Linked DNA regions of Mus musculus: regions 1, 2 and 4 are each linked to region 3. Evidence: chromatin contacts called from public HiChIP or PLAC-seq and promoter capture Hi-C data. All regions are on one chromosome and are shown on one strand. The core of a region is the stretch at or near the end of the contact, and the rest is flanking DNA. Distances in the headings are between cores, read along the strand shown. Region 1 has its middle 27 kb from the start of Gm42397. Region 2 overlaps Gm39033 (a long non-coding RNA gene). Region 3 holds the start of Nr2f2 (nuclear receptor subfamily 2, group F, member 2). Region 4 has its middle 74 kb from the start of Gm23815.

The links. Promoter capture Hi-C pulls out the DNA fragments that hold promoters and counts their contacts. HiChIP or PLAC-seq counts read pairs in DNA pulled down with a chosen protein or histone mark.
Region 1: a contact with region 3 is called in a promoter capture Hi-C map of liver, with 5 times the contacts expected there. The contact joins the enhancer-like site here to the promoter of Nr2f2 in region 3. A contact is called at or near these places in 9 of 39 promoter capture datasets (the 3T3-L1 cell line, cranial neural crest, embryonic stem cells and 4 more), 9 of 484 Hi-C or Micro-C datasets (cerebellum, embryonic fibroblasts, embryonic stem cells and 4 more), 17 of 115 datasets of contacts at active chromatin or transcription factors (the NIH/3T3 cell line, the SCID.adh cell line, astrocytes and 11 more) and 2 of 9 other capture datasets (embryonic stem cells and liver).
Region 2: a contact with region 3 is called in a promoter capture Hi-C map of liver, with 5 times the contacts expected there. The contact joins the enhancer-like site here to the promoter of Nr2f2 in region 3. A contact is called at or near these places in 5 of 39 promoter capture datasets (cranial neural crest, embryonic stem cells, hippocampal neurons and 2 more), 3 of 484 Hi-C or Micro-C datasets (liver, muscle stem cells and nephron progenitors), 14 of 115 datasets of contacts at active chromatin or transcription factors (the NIH/3T3 cell line, VIP interneurons, cardiomyocytes and 10 more) and 2 of 9 other capture datasets (embryonic stem cells and liver).
Region 4: a contact with region 3 is called in a CTCF HiChIP or PLAC-seq map of the NIH/3T3 cell line, with 7 read pairs. The contact joins the enhancer-like site here to the promoter of Nr2f2 in region 3. A contact is called at or near these places in 3 of 39 promoter capture datasets (the 3T3-L1 cell line, hippocampal neurons and liver), 2 of 15 datasets of contacts at CTCF or cohesin (both in the NIH/3T3 cell line), 2 of 484 Hi-C or Micro-C datasets (the MC38 cell line and muscle stem cells) and 14 of 115 datasets of contacts at active chromatin or transcription factors (the NIH/3T3 cell line, the SCID.adh cell line, astrocytes and 11 more).

What each region holds. Positions count from the first base shown.
Region 1 is chr7:70,928,345-70,933,016 of GRCm38.p6, reverse strand. No RefSeq gene overlaps it. Among named protein-coding and RNA genes, the nearest start is that of Gm42397, 27 kb to the left of the region's middle. Within about 2 kb of position 1,861, at least 17 of the 459 cell types and tissues checked have an H3K27ac peak or open chromatin away from gene starts, as enhancers often do. A contact at or near this core is called in liver, where this site is marked.
Region 2 is chr7:71,116,526-71,121,514 of GRCm38.p6, reverse strand. All of the region lies in intron 1 of Gm39033 (a long non-coding RNA gene), which reads right to left. Gm36011 (a long non-coding RNA gene) reads left to right here and starts at 4,976. Exons shown (of 6, transcript XR_391596.1): 1 at 4,976-4,989. Within about 2 kb of position 1,399, at least 3 of the 459 cell types and tissues checked have an H3K27ac peak or open chromatin away from gene starts, as enhancers often do. A contact at or near this core is called in liver, where this site is marked.
Region 3 is chr7:70,358,610-70,362,961 of GRCm38.p6, reverse strand. It overlaps Nr2f2 (nuclear receptor subfamily 2, group F, member 2), which reads left to right and starts at 2,369. Exons shown (of 3, transcript NM_009697.3): 1 at 2,369-3,074. The coding sequence starts at 2,633.
Region 4 is chr7:69,570,656-69,575,335 of GRCm38.p6, reverse strand. No RefSeq gene overlaps it. Among named protein-coding and RNA genes, the nearest start is that of Gm23815, 74 kb to the right of the region's middle. Within about 2 kb of position 1,330, at least 15 of the 459 cell types and tissues checked have an H3K27ac peak or open chromatin away from gene starts, as enhancers often do. A contact at or near this core is called in the NIH/3T3 cell line, embryonic brain and muscle stem cells, where this site is marked.

The sequences.
Region 1 (4,672 bases), core at 612-3,111, 570 kb before region 3:
TGCTGAAAAAATAAAAAATATGAAAAATTAAGTAAATTTAGAGGGAAGAAAAAAAGGTTTCTTTTGAATAAACAACATTAAGACATATCTTATTTCTGAATAGATATATAGCAGAATATAACAGAATATATTTCTGAAATGTTAGGAAGAAATTGCTGCCCATGAGAATGACATGACCACTAAAATCTGTCCCTTAGAAGTATAGGATGGTGGTGTGTGCCTTTAATCCCAGCACTTGGGAGGCAGAGACAGGAGTATTTCTGTTAATTTGAGGCCATCCCGATCCACATAATAAGTTCCAGGAAAACCAATATTGTATAGAGAAATACCCTGTCTCAAAATGAACAAAGGATGAAATAGTAGCAATTATGAGGCATTAATTTCTTAATTAGTTAATCAATAATATCTTCTTTCCTCTGATAAACAGAGAGCAAAAAGTGATTTTACTCCAAATAAAAACACAACAATGTGAAATGTAAGATCAAAAATCCATAAAGAGCTGAAATGCTTAGCTATAAAAACTAATATTAACTTCAAGAATCCTGTTCCTGGTCTAGAATAGAGACTATATAGGCATCATTAGAAAGTTTACAAATAAAGATACAGTATTACGATGAAGTCGGATATATCATGAGCAGCAATAAAAATTGTCTAAATTGTCAGATACAGAAACCTCTGCTGGAAAGTATTTAAAAGTAAACCAATCATGAAAGAGATAAATATGCTGTGAAATTACAACCCACTGTAATACTGTTTAGTAATTAAAATAAACAAACTGGAACTACACACACAGAAGGATCAAAGGAAGACAGAACTAAAAACAAGTAAATATAAATGCAACTACATTGGTGTAACATAAAAAAGTTAAACTTTCTTCATAGGATAGTTGCTTAGGAGACAAAAGGCAAGCATGCTGTAAGTTACAGGCAGAGTTATAGAAGAAGGGAATTGGGCAGGAAGCATAGTTCCCGGTTGTTTCAATAAAGTGGTTGTGACAACTTTAATGGAGAGTGCAGAACACCAGGAAGGGGCATATTGCTGCTTTATCAGACTTTCCACACTAATGTCACATAGAGCTCACACTAAGTCACTTCCATAAGTGCTGGGCTCACAGAAGTTAGGTGTAGATTATCAAACTGGATGTCTAAGCTGCAAATGTGAGCCTGGCATTTGAAGAGTCTGTATTTTAGACCTGGACATAGAAACTTGAGATGGTGTACCAGAGGACCCCCAGGAATCCAAACACCCCAGAATCAACACAGGATGAACTACTGTTTCAAGTTAACTTTAAAGAAGAGAGAAATAAGGGAAAAGGGGAATGATGAAGGGAGGGAAGGAGGGGAGAGGGGGAGGGAGAGTGGATGCAGAGGCAGATAAATTAAGAAATGGAATATAACTGAGCATAAATTTATCTCAAATACCCACTGTAAATTTTATACTTTTAAAGAAATCTTCATTTGACTAAACCTGGACATAATCAACTCATCTGAAATACCTATTGGTGACTTTAATGCTTTATTCTTTTAAAGGCTCTCCCTTCGTCTCAATACAAAGACTCCAAGGGTGAAAGTAAATGGAATTTCTGCAAACAATTCAAGAAATTCTCTTCTTTTTCCTTTTTTTTTTTAATTCCCTTACAGACCTCTTTTCTTAGAATCACAGACATATAATTCTATATTCTATCATCCCAAAGAGCCACCCCTCCCTTCTCTGTTACCAGACAGCAAATGGAAACAGCTCTCTGGTAAGGCTAGATAAACTTTTTTAAAATATAAAGAAGCAGACAGCATCAGGGGTCAAGCGGGGTCGCAGCCAGCCCTCCCAGCCATGTGTTCCCTCCGCAGAGAGATTAGGGCCTCGTTTGGCCAAGGGGCAGCAGAGGGCACTCCAGGCCAGAACAGGTTAAGTTGTGGTCACTTTATCTCTTATTGTTGACGCAAAGTCCTGAGGCCATGGCCCAGGGTTTTCCTGCAGAAATGTGTTTACAAGCAGGTCAAGGACTTGCAGAGAGATAGCCATTAGCAAAACAACTTTTCTATTGACAGCAGCGAAGAAAGGTGTGTTTGCAGATGAATTATCACTTGCTTCTTAAAGTGGGAGAGAAAAGCTCTTTCAAACCCTAAATCCTGCCTTCCTCATCCACTATGGGAATTTCCCAGGAGCCAAGGCTTCTCTCTTTGTGAACAGCCACTTGCCATTTTGGCCACTGCGGGACAGATCTTCGTGATGACATTTTCTTCCCCATTGCCAGTTGTCTACTTAGTCCTTACTCGGATGAAGAAATCATTTCATTCCAAAGTTAGAAAGAATCGAGAACCGTCAAAAGAGGGCGGGGTTAGCTGGGAATATTTTAGGAAGGTCCTCTGGCTGTAAAAGTGAATTCTCTAAATAAATAATCTGTATTAATTTCATAATTTAAAAATCAGCCATGCTCTCAAGGCTACAGATATTTTAGGTGAATCCAACTTTTGTGAACTCTTGAGACGGGGAAGGGGAGGGGGAATGGTTGGAGTCCAAGGAGAAGAGGGGAAAAAAGAAAAAAAAGAATCAACAAACAAGCAAAAACTTAAGTAAAAGCAAACAACAATTAAAGAAAACCAGTGATACAAGGTTATCAGAAACAAACAAACAAACAAAATAACAAATGTCTGTGTTTAAGGCTTTCAACGCCAAAGCGGACCAGCTTGAGAAAGTGATGTCACTGGCCTGGAAGCTAAGGGAAATTAGCCTCTCTGCGCATGTCTAGTCTTATGCTAAAGAAGGGCGCTAGTGTTTCCACTAACTGAGAAGTCTGAACTTGGGAATCTGCACTTGGGTATATGAGCTGTCTCGTTAGAAAGATACTTCTCAATTAGTTTCCTTTTCATCCCCTCTTTCTTTCGGCTTCCAGCCTTCTGTCGCACACCCACACAGACGCACAGAGTCCCGCACTTGCGAAGGGTCAGAAAGGTTCCTGGCCGTTTCTCTCCATAGAAACCCTGACAATGTGGCATGTGCAGTCTCGACAATGACATGCCACTCAAAATCCCCCCCTTCAGATTGTCCCTCCTTTTAAAGGAGACAGCCAACGTGAATGAAACACTTTTTCCCCTTGGGTATGTCTGACTTGCTTTCATTAACCCAGATACAAAGTGCCACTCAGAGGGTTCGGACAGTAGAATTCTTTCTTCTCTCAACTAGCAATTCATTTGACCCTCAAGAATAGTATTAACGCTCTATGGCTTTCTATGTTTCTTATTTGTTTTATGCTCTCTCTGCTCTGTGAAGCATGCTTATAAAAATGTTGCCCTGTACCATAAAGACTTCACAGTAAAAGGACGTTCTGAGCAGTTTCATCTTTAACGTGCGTCTGTCACTCAAATTGGAAAACTTTATGCGGATTCCTTTCCAAGCTGTTAAAGATTAGCTTGATGCAGATAAGGCTATTCCCCAAACTCATTATCTATCTTCCAAATGCACCTTAAGGACTCCCTAATAAAGTCAAGGTTACATGAAGAGTATTTTACTGAAAATCAGCAAAAGACTGTTAATAAATCCGTGTTACAGGCAGGCTATTTTGTCCCTGCCTCTCATCCTTAAAGAGATGATCTTTCCTTTTTTATTAGTTTCTTTAAACAATAAGACCCCTTCTTAGCCATACATCACCAATTAATCAGCCTTCATAGAGAATGGAAATAGATTAAAAAAAAAAAAAAAACTATGCCTGTTTGTCAGTAAATTCAGGCCATGCTGTATACATTACACAAAAGTCTTTGATCTTTAGATTACCCTCAAACAAAAACTCTTCTGCAACCTGTTTCTATTAGTCCTGGGGTGCTAAACACACACACACACACACACACACACACACACACACACACACACACACACACACCTTTTCCTCAGAAACATAGCTCCCAGCTATGATAGCTTTAATTTTGTTCAAACAAAATTCCAGCCCGTATAATCCTTGTAGCAAACACTTCCCCAGGCCTTAAGCAAAAGACTACAACTCTGTTTCTCGTTCACTGCCACACACAGTGACGGTGCCGCGTCATCTACGTAAGAATCAACCTCTCTCCCAAAACTCTTCCTCTTCTTATCCTTATTTACCAAATTCAATTTGAAATATGGCTTCGTCGATTCATATTAAGAAAGCAGCAAGGACAGCTCCTCCCATAAGGTTTACTAGCAATGGCATTTCCACTAGGTTGCGTTTCTCACATGCAGCGGAGCTGTATGCAAACCTCCTGGCTGCTGACTGAGAAAGAGCCGGAGCCATACATACTACAGCCATTTGTTGAGAAATTAAGCTTTACCTCACCTTTCTTTAAAATACAGTTTATGTGAATCATCCTCATTTATTAATAATGTTGGCCTCGTGCTAAGATGACAAACTGCAGACATGTAACAGTAGTTACCAGAGCTGGGGTGGAGAGGAGGGGCAGGAACGCACTTCAGAGGCTGTGCCCTGTTGGCTCATGGGAATTATAAGAGTGAGCCTGAGAACACAACTCCACACGCTTAAATGTGAGCAAATTATGTCTCCGCGTCTACTTTTCAGGGTCCTCCCAAATTCATGGCCACACTATATCGTCTAAGGCTCTTTGGGAGTTGGGGAAGCAAAATCGGCAATGTATGAAGTTCTAAAGCTTAAACTCTTCAAGGCTTCCCCAGTCCACTTTTCCCCAAA
Region 2 (4,989 bases), core at 150-2,649, 760 kb before region 3:
ATTATAGTACCGAAGGGGGAGAAATACTCATTTAATGAAGAGAGAGTTTGGTCCAGTTTAAAAGCCATAATTTTGTATGCATGTCAGAAAAAACACATAATCTGGACAATAAATTCACCCAGCCAGACTGAGGGCCCACGTGCCACTGGGATCTGTTTTTCTTTTTAACATAATGAGGCGACATCCCTTTCCTTGGAGAGGAGAGTTCAATAGTTTAATTTTTGTTAACTGAGATCCCTTGTACGAAGGTAAATTGCATTGCCGTGTCTATTACTATCTCTGTTAATTGTCAAGCAATCAGAGTTGATGCACTCATCCAAGACAGCGGAGAATTTCCCATAATGCTACAAGAGAGAGCCTGACAAAGCACAATAATCTTTAGTTTATTGATGTGCTACCAGGCTGTTGGAAGCAGCACAACAGTAATGTGCTTTGGTTGGGAAATTGGGGTCTAGGGAGAAATATTAGGAGTTAAAGAGAGAACATCAGTCCTTCCTGAAAAAAAAATATATTAGGAGTTAAAAGGGGGGAAATGTTTGTGGTGGGATTTTAGATTTTATGAAAAAAAAAAACCCCACAACAACTGAGATCTTGAATTCTGAGAGATAACACTTCTCGGGTGGATAGATGAACTTTAGACCAGTGGCCGAAGGAGACTTTGTGTGTGTGTGTGTGTGTGTGTGTGTGTGTGTGTGTGTGTGTATGTGTGTAGGGGAGTCTGATACTGTATTAGAAATAACACACAAAAAATAGAAATGCCAAGCTTCCAAAACACACACACACACACACAGAGACAGAGACAGAGACAGAGACAGAGATAGAGAGATGCAGAGAGATTGAGAGACTGGGAGAAGAGACCAATGAACTCATGAAAACTCTCACAGCATGATTTAAAGGGAAAAATTGCATAACTGTGGTAGTTATACTGAACAGATCTAAATGTGGCTTGGAGGGTTAAAAATAAAGGGTCCAGGATGCTCATTCAATCTTCTTCAAAACTGTAAATCCAAACAGTGGGGAAAGCTAACCTGCTTTGAGCCCTGAGGACATTGACGACCTGTATGATATCATTCTGGAGGCTGGTTTTGTCTCATCAGATACCTTCCCTCTCTACCCTGTACTTTTCCAGCTTTGGAATTTGATAAGGCATCCAGCCTCAGACTTGTCATGTGGACCCCCCCCCCATACCCCCCACTCCACCCCTCAGAACTTGAAGCCACAAGTCTTGGGGACAGTGCTCTCACTGTGAAGCTGAAAGCCATGATGCTGACATCCAAGTGCCTCCTTCAAAGTCCTTGTAGGATGTACGTTTCTATTTTAAACGCTCGGCTGTGCCCATGCTGACCTTAGGAATCAAGTTCCGAGCCAGTTTATCATTTACCACAGATTGTGAGTTTCTAATTGCCCAAGCAGCTGACACCTTTGCTTGCCGAGAGCTCCCACAGAAGCCAGCCAATCACACTCGAACTGATTTTACAGTCAGAGGAGATCATGAAGAAACCATCTCCCACACATAAGAGGGAATGTAGCTTCACACCGTCCCAAACACAAGCTATGTTAAAGACAGAAAAAAGATAATGCATTTCTTTACAGACAGTGTGCTATTGTTTTGTTTGTTTTCTTAACAAAAAGGAATGAAAATAAATTGGATGGCGTATAACTCTTGGAAGGCGCACGAGAGGTAGGAGGTATATGTGAAAGAAGTAGTGTGTGTGAAGAGAAAGACAGAGACAGAGACAAAGACAGAGAGAGTGAAGAGAAGAGGAGAGATTGTGAACCTGTACCTTGCAATAAAGGATGGCAAGGTGATAAATGAGTGCTCTCTGCTGAAATTGATGACTTTGTGTTCCCATCCAGTTCACACAGCCGCCACCCAGATGCTCTGAAACACCTTAAAGACACAAGGCAGAGCATCTCAGGTGGGCTCCCAGGCAAAGTCCCCCTCCATCACCCAGGCCTACCGAAAAACACTGTTGCCTGTGTTCCAGATACCAGGGAAAGGGCCATGCAAAACCTCTCCAGCTCCTTCCTTACACAAGAGGTCTTTTTTTCCCTATTTCAGAAGTCTCTTAGACAATCCTAGGAGCTAAACTGGCAAATGTTAAGTGATTTTGTCCTCTTAGTCCTCAAGCCTCTCTGTCTGAAGGTCTCTGGAGAAAAGACACGTGCAACAGAATGACGAGGCTGCATGAAGCCATCTAGAGGCATCTGTATACATGCCTCCCCAGCAATACGGAGCATAATCATCAAGGGCTTTGCCGTAATTGTAGCTTAAATGAAACTTCCCAAGTTACTCACAGGATTCGAAAGGACAAGCTGACAATATGCCTAATAAAAGCACCTCTGCATGAGGTGGAGGCATTCCAGTTAGACATTCGGTTTGACGTGATAGCAGATATTCCCTGATACTCAAATCCCTGGTGGGATGTCGATAATCAAGGGACTACAACCAACCCTGTAGGAGAAAACGATCAGATGTGGTTGGCACTTTCAGGAATTTTAAATAATTAAATTATCTGTAAATGACTTTCCTTCTCAGGAAATATTAATGTTTGTGTCAAATAAGAACCTTTGAACACCCAGTCCCAATGGGAGGGATTACCAAATATGCCCCTTGGGGCCTAGAGAAGAGATGTGGCAAGACTTTAAGAGCCCCAGAGAATGAAGGATACCAAGCCTACATGCACAGGGCTGCACCGGTAGATTCTCAGTGCTAAGAGGAGAAGTGGACACATGCTCCCATCCCTAACCCAGACGTTATTTCTAATTGATAACCACTCAAAATAAACAGCAGCATCAAAAAAGAGTTTTCTCTAAGTGAGTACCATTGTGTATTTAAGCCACTCTTTGGGGCAGGCTCTGAGTCCAGCAGTAGGTGGCAAACAGAAACAGAATTCAATGGCATTTTTGGAAATTCTTTGTCTTACAGTGGTTTGCTAGAAATATCCTTTTCTTCATGGATCTTTTCTGCAGGGAATGCTTTCTTACTTTGTGTTTTTAAGGAATTTCTGAGTGTGTCTGCATCTATACATGCTTCTTGTGCCTTTTCTTTGGCTCCTTTTTGTCTATTTGTTTTGTTCTACACCAGTTTGTTTGGTTTTTTTTTCTCTCTCATTCTATTGTGTTATTTTTTTAGATGATTGTTTTCTAGTGAGGGAGCGAAAAAAGGGTGTGGATTTGGATGACAGGAGAGACTAGGAGGATCTCAGAGGAGCTGAGGGAGGGGAAACTAATTAGAATATATTGTATAAAAATCTATTTTCCATAAAAAAAGAAAAATATATTTAATCTTTTAAAAAATAAAATGTACCACTTGAAAATTTTTTATTTCATTCCTTAATTTAAAATTTTTTTTATAAAGAAAAGACTAGGGATTTATGGAGATATTTTTAAAAGATATTTTAATACAAGTTTAAGCAGGAGAGTTAGGAGGGAGGAAAGTGCTTAGAAGAAATGTAGATGTACCCAAATGTGGGTACGAGACCACTGGAACAGTTAAAACGATATTTTGTCACATAAGAAGCCCATGGCTCTCAAAAGAAACTCATATGTCCCCTTGCCCAGTATTGAAAGGGCCCCTCTCGCAGATTTGATCCTCCCCGTGCTGGAAGCAACACTGTTGTATCTATGCTAATGATGTCTACAGGAACTTATACCTAGAAATGTAGGCATTGCTCAAAGAAAATTAGAAGGCATGTGGCATCACCCAAGACACTGTTTACTTACAACCTAGTTCTAGCTAGTCTCTTAGTTAATATGGCAACTTTATTCTTTGCCTACCCCTTCCCTGTGAATGAAGGAAATCGCCACTTGGCCACTTGTCTTTACTGTTAAAGAACCACATTATTTATGCCTTCTAAAGGAGGCAGTCACTCAGTTTAAAAGTCCTCCTGCAACAGAGCTTCCTAAAATTCATTTGACCTGAGTTCCTATGCCAGAGCTTTAAGGAACTACATAAAAGCAAACAGTAGCCCAGACAGTGTTATATATTTTGTGATTCTGAACAGCGTCTCTGACATTGGCTTAGTCAGTCTTCGAAAGGTGAGGCTACTAGTGTACTCCTTATTTCAGGATGTGTGATGGAAATGATTGTCCCAAGATTGCTGGGGACCTAATCACGTACAGCTAAAGCTACAACAGTGTACTCTGTTCCTCCAAGAGTAGAGACAGTGATGTGATGGGCCACTCCAGTATCACATTCTCTTTGCTCACTGGGAAGTTTAAAGTCATGTGGACTCAGCCAACCCTGAAGCACCTCCTAGGGACATTACAAAACCTCAGTCCCTATCTGCCAGTATGTCATCACTCCTAACAAAGCAGACATGTGAGGAAGTGGAAAACAAACTGAGCGAAACAAGGTTCATTCCTCATGGATCTTCTGTCTCCTTTGCTGCTTGATGCCAGCATATCCTGTTTAATCTGAAAGGTTGTATTGTGACCAAAGGGCAGCCCAATGTTGCTTTTAGTTGTAAAGCCATCTCATAAAAATACTTGCACCAGCCGGGCAGGGGTAGCATACGCCTTTAATCCCAGCACTTGGGAGGGAGAGGCAGGTAAGTTTCTGAGTTTAAGGCCAGCCTGGTCTACAGAGAGAGTTCCAGGACAGTCAGGGCTACACAGAGAAATCCTGTCTCAAAAAAACAAAAGCAAAAAATACTTGCACCAACATCCCTCATTCCTATTTATAAACATACAAATACTCAGCTTCCCTCAATGAACATGGCTCCTATCTCCTATTTTAGTATCCCTTGGAATAGTGTCTCAGAGTCCAGAAGTCCAGAGCAAAGGTGGAGTTTGAAAGTAATAATTCTAAGCTCTCAGTTCAAATGTGCCACTTAAACAGAATCAGTCTTTCTCATCTCTCTCACTCCCCTCTTGACATTTCCTTCATTCAGGCCAAGGTAAAGGCTTTTTCATGTGTATGTGCATGTGACTTGGTTAAATATTCCTTAGAACACTGACAGAATTCTCAAGCAAGCCCCTTCTCAC
Region 3 (4,352 bases), core at 1,120-3,619:
GGCTCTTATGAGTTATGCTGGTATTATTGCCATTTGGAGCAGGCTCGCTGGGTGTGTTTTAATGACTATATGAGTATTTAAAGAGAATTTGAACAATGAAGTCCATATTCAACTGTTCTATGACCTAGAAGCGTCGTCTTGGACGTCTTTGTCTGGGTACATTGACAAATGTGCATCTGATACATGTGCGTTTACATGTGTGTACAGAGGGTGTGCACAGGCAAGGCTGAGAGGCTGCCTCCGCCTGTCCATCAGCGGACAGAAAGGTCTTTCTCCCTCTTTTCATGACCGGGTGTGTGACAGGTCACTGGCTGGCCAGTTAGCTAAAACCAATAAGAGAGGATAAAGTTGAGAGGAATTTATTTTAATTGCATCATAACAATGAGGTGAAGTCTGGTGTTTCTCAGCATCCGAGATGCTTCATTTGAGCATTTAAAATGTCAGGCCACAAATCTATAAAATATTAGCCCTCCAAAGAAAAAGGCAAATATCGAACGGTTTCTTTTCCTATAAACAAACAAACAAACAAAAAGGAGCTACCAAGCCGAGCAAGTGATGGGAATTCATTAAGCAAAGGATTTGCCACCCTTCGGATCTAGCCAAATCTTTGGTTTGCAAGCCCAGATCCCGGCACCTTGCCACCTCCGCTGCGTACCCCTCTACAAAGAAGGGGAGAGCATTATTCAGTCTTTTGGAATAGTGGGTTCTACATAATGCGCCGGGAGTCCCGGGTGGACCGCGAGCGGCGCATTTAGAGGCATCGCCAAGTTGCGAGAGACTAAGTCTTTGGCTCCATCCTCAACCCCTTGCGGAGCCTTTAAGAGTCGTAGTGTGTGCGCCGCGCGCTAGTCTTGCCGCCAGGGCGGAAACCACTGTGCCCGATGCGGGGCGGCCGGGGTCCGCGCTCCGGGGTCCACCCGGGCCCATCCCCCTCTCTGTGGCCAGGACCGCGCGGCCACCCGTCCCCGCCCCCCTCCGTCCCCGCGCGCCCCGTGCGGCTGTCTCGACGCCGCTCGCGCTAGGACCGGGCTGCTCCCGCTGCCGCCATGGCGGGGCCGCTGCGCTCCGGCCAATGACGACGAGGGGGCGGCGCGCGCGCGCCGGGCCAGGCCAACCCCGGCGGCTGCCTTATAAGGCGCGCCGTCGCCATGGCAACGTGCGCTAAGTTGCAGCAGTCGTGTCAAAGTTCACTATATAGAGAGCTCAGTGAGCTGATCGCGGAGAAGCCACTTCTGCCAGCCCCGGCGCCTATAAATCGCATTCCCTCCCGCGCCCCCCTTTTTAGCATATTTGATCACTTTGATTCTGCTCTTTTCTCTCCGCGGTGTGTGCGTGCGTGCGCGCGTGTGTGTTTTCTTCTCCTCCTCCTCCTCTGCCGGAGTTGCCTCCTTTCTCCGGGTGCCGCGCTGCTCTTCCCTCTTTCATTCTTTCTCTCCGTTTCTCCCCCCTCTGCGCACGAAGGATGCGCTTCTAGGTGCTGATCTGCCCTCCTTTCTCTCTTATCATCTCTCCCCCGCCGCCGGCGAGTTGACTCTTTCCCTATGTGTGTGAGGCGGCGGCGGCAGCAGCAGCAGCAGCAGCAGCAGCAGCGGCTCCACCGGCGGCGGCAGCAGCGGCAGCAGCAGCGACTCCACCGGCGGCGGCGGCGCTAGACGCAGCGGCTCCGGGCCCGACCCGGAGGCTTCGGCGGCGGCGGCGGCGGCCCGGGCGGCCCGCGGAGAGCAACGAGCGGCCTCCGAGAGCGGCGGCGGCGGCGGCGGCGTCCGGAGCGAGCGCGGCGCGCGCCAGGCGCCCGGGGCAGGAGGCGGCGGCGGCCCAGCGCCAGGACGACGCCGCGCAGCGCCGGACGCGGACCACTTTCATGCTGATTCCCCCGGACCCGGGCAGAGCTCCGGCCACTCCGCGGGCCGCCGGCCTCCGCCCCGGCCTGCCTGGCTCCCAGGGCGCGCCCGCGCCCGGCGCCTCCGCTCTCCCAGTCCTCCTGATTTCGATGGCTTTCCTGAATGGCTGACTGTGGGCTGCCCTGGACTTGGCCCCCGGACAGTCGCCTCTCCTTCTCCTTCTCCTCTTCCTCCTCCTCCTCTTCCTCCTCCTCCTTCTCCTCCTCCAACTCCTCCGCTGCACACTAGATCTGAGAGCGAGAGAGTGAACCAGAGAGGGAGAGAGGGAGGGAGAGTGAGAGCGAGCGAGATCTTTAGAGAGATTTTTTTTTTTTTTTTTTTGCCTCCTACTTCTGTCTTGAAGCCAGACAATCGACTTGCAGCTCTCCCTCCCCTCCCTCTCTCCACGTTCTGCTCCCACTCTCTTTCCCCTGTCCCCTTGCCCTCCCCTCTGGACGGAAAGCCCCCCGAAACCAACAAAGCTGAGCCGAGGGAAACAAACAAAACAAACACACCGGGCCAGACAAGCAATCGACAAAACTTTGCAAAAGCAAAAACAAAAAAACAAAAAAGGAAAAACTAACCAACCTCAAATCAACTAGCCCTGAGCCACCCGGGGCGCCCTCCCGCGCCCTCTCGCACCCTCGCACACACAAAAGGCGGCGCGCCGGAGCCCGAGACCCGGGAGCCGCCGCCACCCCGCCGCCGCCCGCAGCCAGGGGAGCAGAAGTCCGGACGCGGCCCCCATAGATATGGCAATGGTAGTCAGCACGTGGCGCGACCCCCAGGACGAGGTGCCCGGCTCTCAGGGCAGCCAGGCCTCGCAGGCGCCGCCCGTGCCGGGCCCGCCGCCTGGCGCCCCGCACACGCCACAGACGCCGGGCCAAGGGGGCCCGGCCAGCACGCCGGCCCAGACAGCGGCTGGCGGCCAGGGCGGCCCTGGCGGCCCGGGCAGCGACAAGCAGCAGCAGCAGCAGCACATCGAGTGCGTGGTGTGCGGGGACAAGTCGAGCGGCAAGCACTACGGCCAGTTCACGTGCGAGGGCTGCAAGAGCTTCTTCAAGCGCAGCGTGCGGAGGAACCTGAGCTACACGTGCCGCGCCAACCGGAACTGTCCCATCGACCAGCACCACCGCAACCAGTGCCAGTACTGCCGCCTCAAAAAGTGCCTCAAAGTGGGCATGAGACGGGAAGGTATCGGCCTCTCATTTCTTCCCCCTTCGCCCGCGGTCCCGGGGCTCTGGGTGCGTTTGGCTAGCCTGCTCTGGGTAAGGACTCAGAAGCCCCGAGCTCTCCCGGTTGCAGTCGGAGGGGATTTGGTACTAGGAACCGGGGAGGGGGGTGGGGGTCTGCACTGCAACCCAGATCAGCCCCCACCCCCATTACAGTCCGCATGCTTTAGTAGACTTTCCTTCTCCACTCTTTCTTCCTCTCCCCCTCTCTCTCTTTCTCCCTCTCCGGACAGCTTTTCCTTTCCTTTGCATTGATTGAGAGTTCATTAGAGTTCACCTTTCTGCAAGGAATGGGTTGTTTGTTGTTGTTTTAAAGTCCCCCCCCTCTCTCTTCCCTTTCTCTCTTTCCTTGTTTTTCCTGCATGTTCAACATATGTCCCTCCTCCTTACCCCTCTCCCCAACCCCCACCTTTTCAGAAAAAAAAAAAAACAACCTGAGATTGTACTTTTGTACAGGAGGTTCAAATTACAAATGGCAATTTTATGCACTTCGCCGTATTAACGCTGCCGCCTGGGCAGAGCTCATGTGACCCCTCCGTGGATTAACATTCTGCTTTAAAAAAATACCTCTTGTTTTCTTTTTTTTTCCTTTCACTTTTGAAACCCTGAGAGCACTGTAGGGAGTAGGAAAGTGTGGGCAAGGGGCCTTTGGCCGCTGCTTTCCCTCTGCGCCAGTTGGGTCTTTGTGATATAAAATTATCCCAGAGCCGGGAACAGTGCTCTACCAATGGCGCGCTCCGCGCCTGGGCGCGGGCTCCGGGTTGGAGCGAGCCAATGCCGGGGTTTCTTTGTGTTTCTGCGAGAGCGACTCTCCCGGTCCTGAGTCAGATAACAGCGGGTGCCTGAGCCTCGCCGGCTTTCTCCGGTCGTCACCGGCCTTGTCTGGGCTCCGCAAGCGCCCCACGTCTGCTCCCAGCCTCTCTCCCGCTTCCTCTCCTCTCTGACGGCCTCACTCTTTCTCTCTCCGCCCTTTTCTCCCTTGTCTCTCCTCCTCCGAGCTGAGCTCAGGGATCAGGCAAAGACGCCAGACCAAGACTCTGTCTCTCGCCGGGGTTTCCTTCCTGGGCTGGGGTTGAGGTTACAAGGTTTGGGGACAGTCGTTCGGAGGTGGCCACAGGCCATCTGGGGTAAACCTTAATGTCTTGTGCAAAAGCGTCTCACCCTCCCCCTACATTCCCGTCTCGTTCCTTCTCCAATCAATAAGAAATATCAGCTATTTAGCAGTTTTTAAAAAGAAAGA
Region 4 (4,680 bases), core at 81-2,580, 790 kb after region 3:
GAAAAGGGTGTTGAATATTAGTCATGTACTTTGGTCTCTGTGTTATCTCTATTGAAGCGTAAGTTCTATATGTAAGGTACCCTATTTCCAAACCTACTTTAGTATATGAAATTATTATGAATTTCTGTTTGTCAGTTGTCTCTTTGGGGGGGTATCATTCATAATCGCTTCCTTTCTGAGCTGCAGAAAGTGACAAGTGTCTGTACTTAAAACATGCTTTTCCACAGTGCACACATGCATCTTTCTATGTCACGTTTATTTTAACCATTGAACCCAATACAAAAATCTTTTCCTGTTTTTCTGCTCCAGGGAAAACCTACTTGTTGGTTGTGGTCCCATTTAAACCTTGGGTCACTTACTTCATCCTCCCAAACTAACTGTATTTCCATCATGGCAAATAGTTCTATCTCCTCTTAGTCACTTTACCCTCTGAACCCTGGAGCCAGCATGTTATATTGCATTTTGATAACAAATGACCATCCTTGAATCCTCTTTAATCATTACTCATAGGATAGAGTCTATTCTGGCCAAGTTTGCTTTCTAATGAAACATTACTTAGACTCTATTTGGGCTACTGGCACTTGTTCAATGAACATTCATTGAGCTCTTCATCAGAAGGTATCAGAGATAAATCTGTGACATCTCTTCCTCCAAAATATATACATATAAAGAAACGGTAAGACTTAGATGTTGTGTTCATGAGTGAGGGCTACAAGAAATATATGAACTGTATACTTGCAAGTTGCCAGGAAATTCCTGTTCAATTTTTATTTGATATGCTACTAAGTGCTGACAAAACTTATGTCCCTTTGGATTCTCTCTCTCTTGCTCTCTCTCTCTCTCTCTCTCTCTCTCTCTCTCTCTCTCTCTCTCTCTCTGTGTGTGTGTGTGTGTGTGTGTGTGTGTGTGTGTGTGTGTGCCTATGTGGCTGTGATTAGGTGGGGCATGTATTTTTTAGACAGGGTTGCTCAGTGGTGTGAATCTTGCCTCTGAGAAAGAAAATCAGTAGGCTAGTTTTCTCTGGCCCACAAGCTTCAGAAATCTTCTGGCTTCTGCCTTGCAGCACTGGAATTATAAGTATGTGGCACCCAGGTACTGGGCAACAGAACACACAACCCCTTTGGGGCAATGGAAACACTTGATTAACTGTTCTATTATCCCAGCCTTATATTTCTTTTTTAATTTTATAATCACACTGAGTTTCGGGAAAAAGTTGAACCGACTCTGATTTCAAAACCTTTGTTCTTCCCACGCTGGTACATCACCCATGAGTCAGTGAATAAAGAGACACTGAAGCCTACCACCCATGAGTCACTCTGTGAAGAGGCTTTGAAACCCACCATGGGCGTACCAGAAGTCACTACAAAGCACAGAGTCCTCCCTGTGATGCTGCCCCTAATGGGCTCTGCCAGGTTATGTGTGCAGCTTGGCTGCCCACTTCAGGCAGAAAATAAACAGTACCTTAGAGTTCTAAATGATGCCGTCCTAGCAACTACCAGATTAAAAATCCATGGCACAGTCTTCTCTTTCTCCTGTAACTGCATGGATGTCACCAGAACAGAAACCACATGTCGCCAGCCAACATGTACTGGCAGAACTTAGTCTTTGCTTCATTAACTAATGTCCTCATGTTCTACATGAGTCATTTGAAACATCTTCAGGACCCCAAATCTCAATGTGCAAAATGAATCTGGAAAATATTTAGTGGAGAATAACAATACGTTTTTAGCCCAGAGTCACGAAAGTAAATCCCAATGTTTACTCTGGGAGTCTCCTTCAAATTATATAGGTTCTTCAGAAAGATATATTTTAGTATGTCTTTTGTGGGATCAAACGCGTTTTGTGGATGAAATTCAGCAATCCCTGGGAAGGGTGGTAGGCATCAGCAGGGAGAGGGTTAACCAAATGTGCCCCCAGAGCTATCCAGAATTTTCAACTAAGAGGTTGTTCAGTCTGCTGTGAACCCCAATTAAAAATAAAACCCCTAGCTGGGCAAGCCCACCCCATCCTTAGGATAAACAAGATTTGATTCACTGCAATCACACTGTACTAACAGTGTTGTAGAGTAATACAGTATATATGCCTCCTCTGGGGAGGCACAAAAGAGGCGGCTTCATTATCATCTAGCCAGAAGGATGGGGCATAGTTAACACCTTTCTGGGTGGGCTGAAATTAATGACCCTCCCCCCCCACACTATTGCCTACCTCCAAGCCCCTTTATAAATGACTATACAACACAGTAGTTGGTATTCAGATCACAAGAGAGGGCATTTAGCCAAAGCATTTGTCTACAGGGTTTGATCTCTTTTTAATTTTATTCAGATTTACAACTGTGTTATTCTGTGAGATAACTGGACCCTGTCTTTCGTCGACCAGAGCCTTCCCTACTCAAATCTGAACATCTGAAGTTAATACTAATTTTCGAGATTGGATGCAATGTTTTTTCCCTAAGTGTTTTTGCAGGCAGTTTTCCCATAGCTACAGTGAACCCGGGCTCTGCCAGGCCGTGTGTGCAGCTTGCCTGCCCACTTCAAGCAGAAAGAGTGGGCTTTGGGGACAAAAAACACTGGACTTGTAAATGTGTCACAGAAGGTTTAAAATTCGCAGATGGTCAAATGCATGGGGAATTCAGCTCTCTTTGGACAAGGAGAGAAGTATGCCATGGCTAATAAAGATGCTTGAACTTAAAGTTGCATTTTCTTCTTTACATGTATGTAGATGCCCATGTATGTACAAACATTTAAATAAACACATTTTATATATTTCTATATGTAACTATGTATGTAGTATTTGATAGCGCTTTCTCCTTAACTTATGGATTCCACCATTCATAAATTAATGACTGTGAGTAAAGGCCTGGTGATGTCATGTCACAGGTGCTAAATGCCAAGATTAGATCATGTGACAGTCTTGAGACAAGGAGACTATAAGCAGTGCTTTATATTTGAGGAAAGTGATGAATTCAAAGCTCGGGATGATGAGAGCAAATTCCCAAGCTGCCCCTTCTTTATTGCTAAACTGGGGAGCATCTCTGTTGGTCCTTCTGCTGGTTTTGGTGGTCCTCTGCCCTTTACAGATCTTCCACTTCTGTTTCCTGGAGTCACAGTCTGCTGACAAGGAGTCTGATTGTTCCTTTCTCCTGCTCTTTCTCTTGACTGGCATTGTGGTTGGCAGGCTTAGGTGTCACTGGGTCCAGTTGCTATTCTGTGTGCTAGTCACCTGAGGTTTCAAACCTCTTCCGACCATCTTTGTACTTGTAAAACTGGAGATGACATGGGGACCCATGTAATGAGGAATCTCTGAGGACAAAGGAATCCCTGAAATGGGCTTGGACTATAGTGTTCTCCAGGTAAATCATGCGCTCTCCACATGTGGGGGTTTCTGTGGATTCTTGTTTTGTTCTCTGTATGCCTATCAGGTGCAACCTTCTTTGAGCACTGATTCATGGGTTGTTCACTGAGTATGTACTAGACACAGCACATAAAGGAAGAGTCTATCATTGCTATTCAGGATGCAAGTTGATTTAGACACCTATCTGTAAAGGAGCCATATTATGCTGAAATGAACTCACTAACCTAAAACTCAATCATTGTCCAGTCTTTTCACTCTTGGGGTCCACAGAAGTCATCTGAATAAAACTACCAAAAGCTGGAAGGAATATCCACTTTAAGACAAGAGGTGGACGCAAAAATGCAATGAATATATATATAACATATGAGGAAGGAAGGAAGGAAGAAAGGAAGGAAGGAAGGAAGGAAGGAAGGAAGGAAGGAAGGAAGGAAGGAAGGAAAAGAGGGCTAGAGATCGAGTTAGGTGAAATTGATAACACCTTGATGTCAGAACTATAGAGAGGCCAGACTTCTGAGATTGTTGCTGGTGTTTCCACAGGTTTTCACAGAGCTCATAGAGCTGGAGGCAGGTCTAATACTACAGGACCATGAGGACACCACACATAATTCTCCAGTCAGTGTGAACATCTCACTTTCAAACCTTAATTTCCTCTTATAACTATCACAGGCAATTATCTACAAGTCCAGAAAACATTGCTGTTCTTTTTAAAAATCCTGTTCTATTTTAAAACATGCTTGCTCCAGGGTCCTTCCAATCATTCCACAGATGTTTAATGTGCACCTACTATGTGCCGAGAATGGTAAGGGATAGTTGCTTGGGATTCAGTACTTAGACTAAATCTATTCTAAGACATTTGTGTTCAAACAGAATTTAGATATCATTGAAACCAAAATAACTTCATCAAATAAGTAGTAAGGGATATTTAAAGTCATCTGGAGATAGAATATTGTAAGCACTGAGATATAAAAATGGTCCCATGGTATGAGACAATGAGAAATGTGGATCAAATTAGGAGATAAGGAGATGCTTAAACCAGTTTGAAAAAATAATATAAAATGTAATGAAGAAACAAAATACTGAGACTAGGTAATATAAATGAAACTTACTCACTGCTTTGAGCAATTTTGTGTGACCACAATTATATGTTTAGGATCGAGGAGGACGTGAAAGATCAGTAAATGGAAACATGAATACACACAATGTTTTAAGATAATATATAGCTATAAGGGCAAGAATGGACACAACATATTAACTAGAACTTGCAGTCTACTATGAAAGTATATTTGTGTGTGTGTGTGTGTGTGTGTGTGAGAGAGAGAGAGAGAGAGA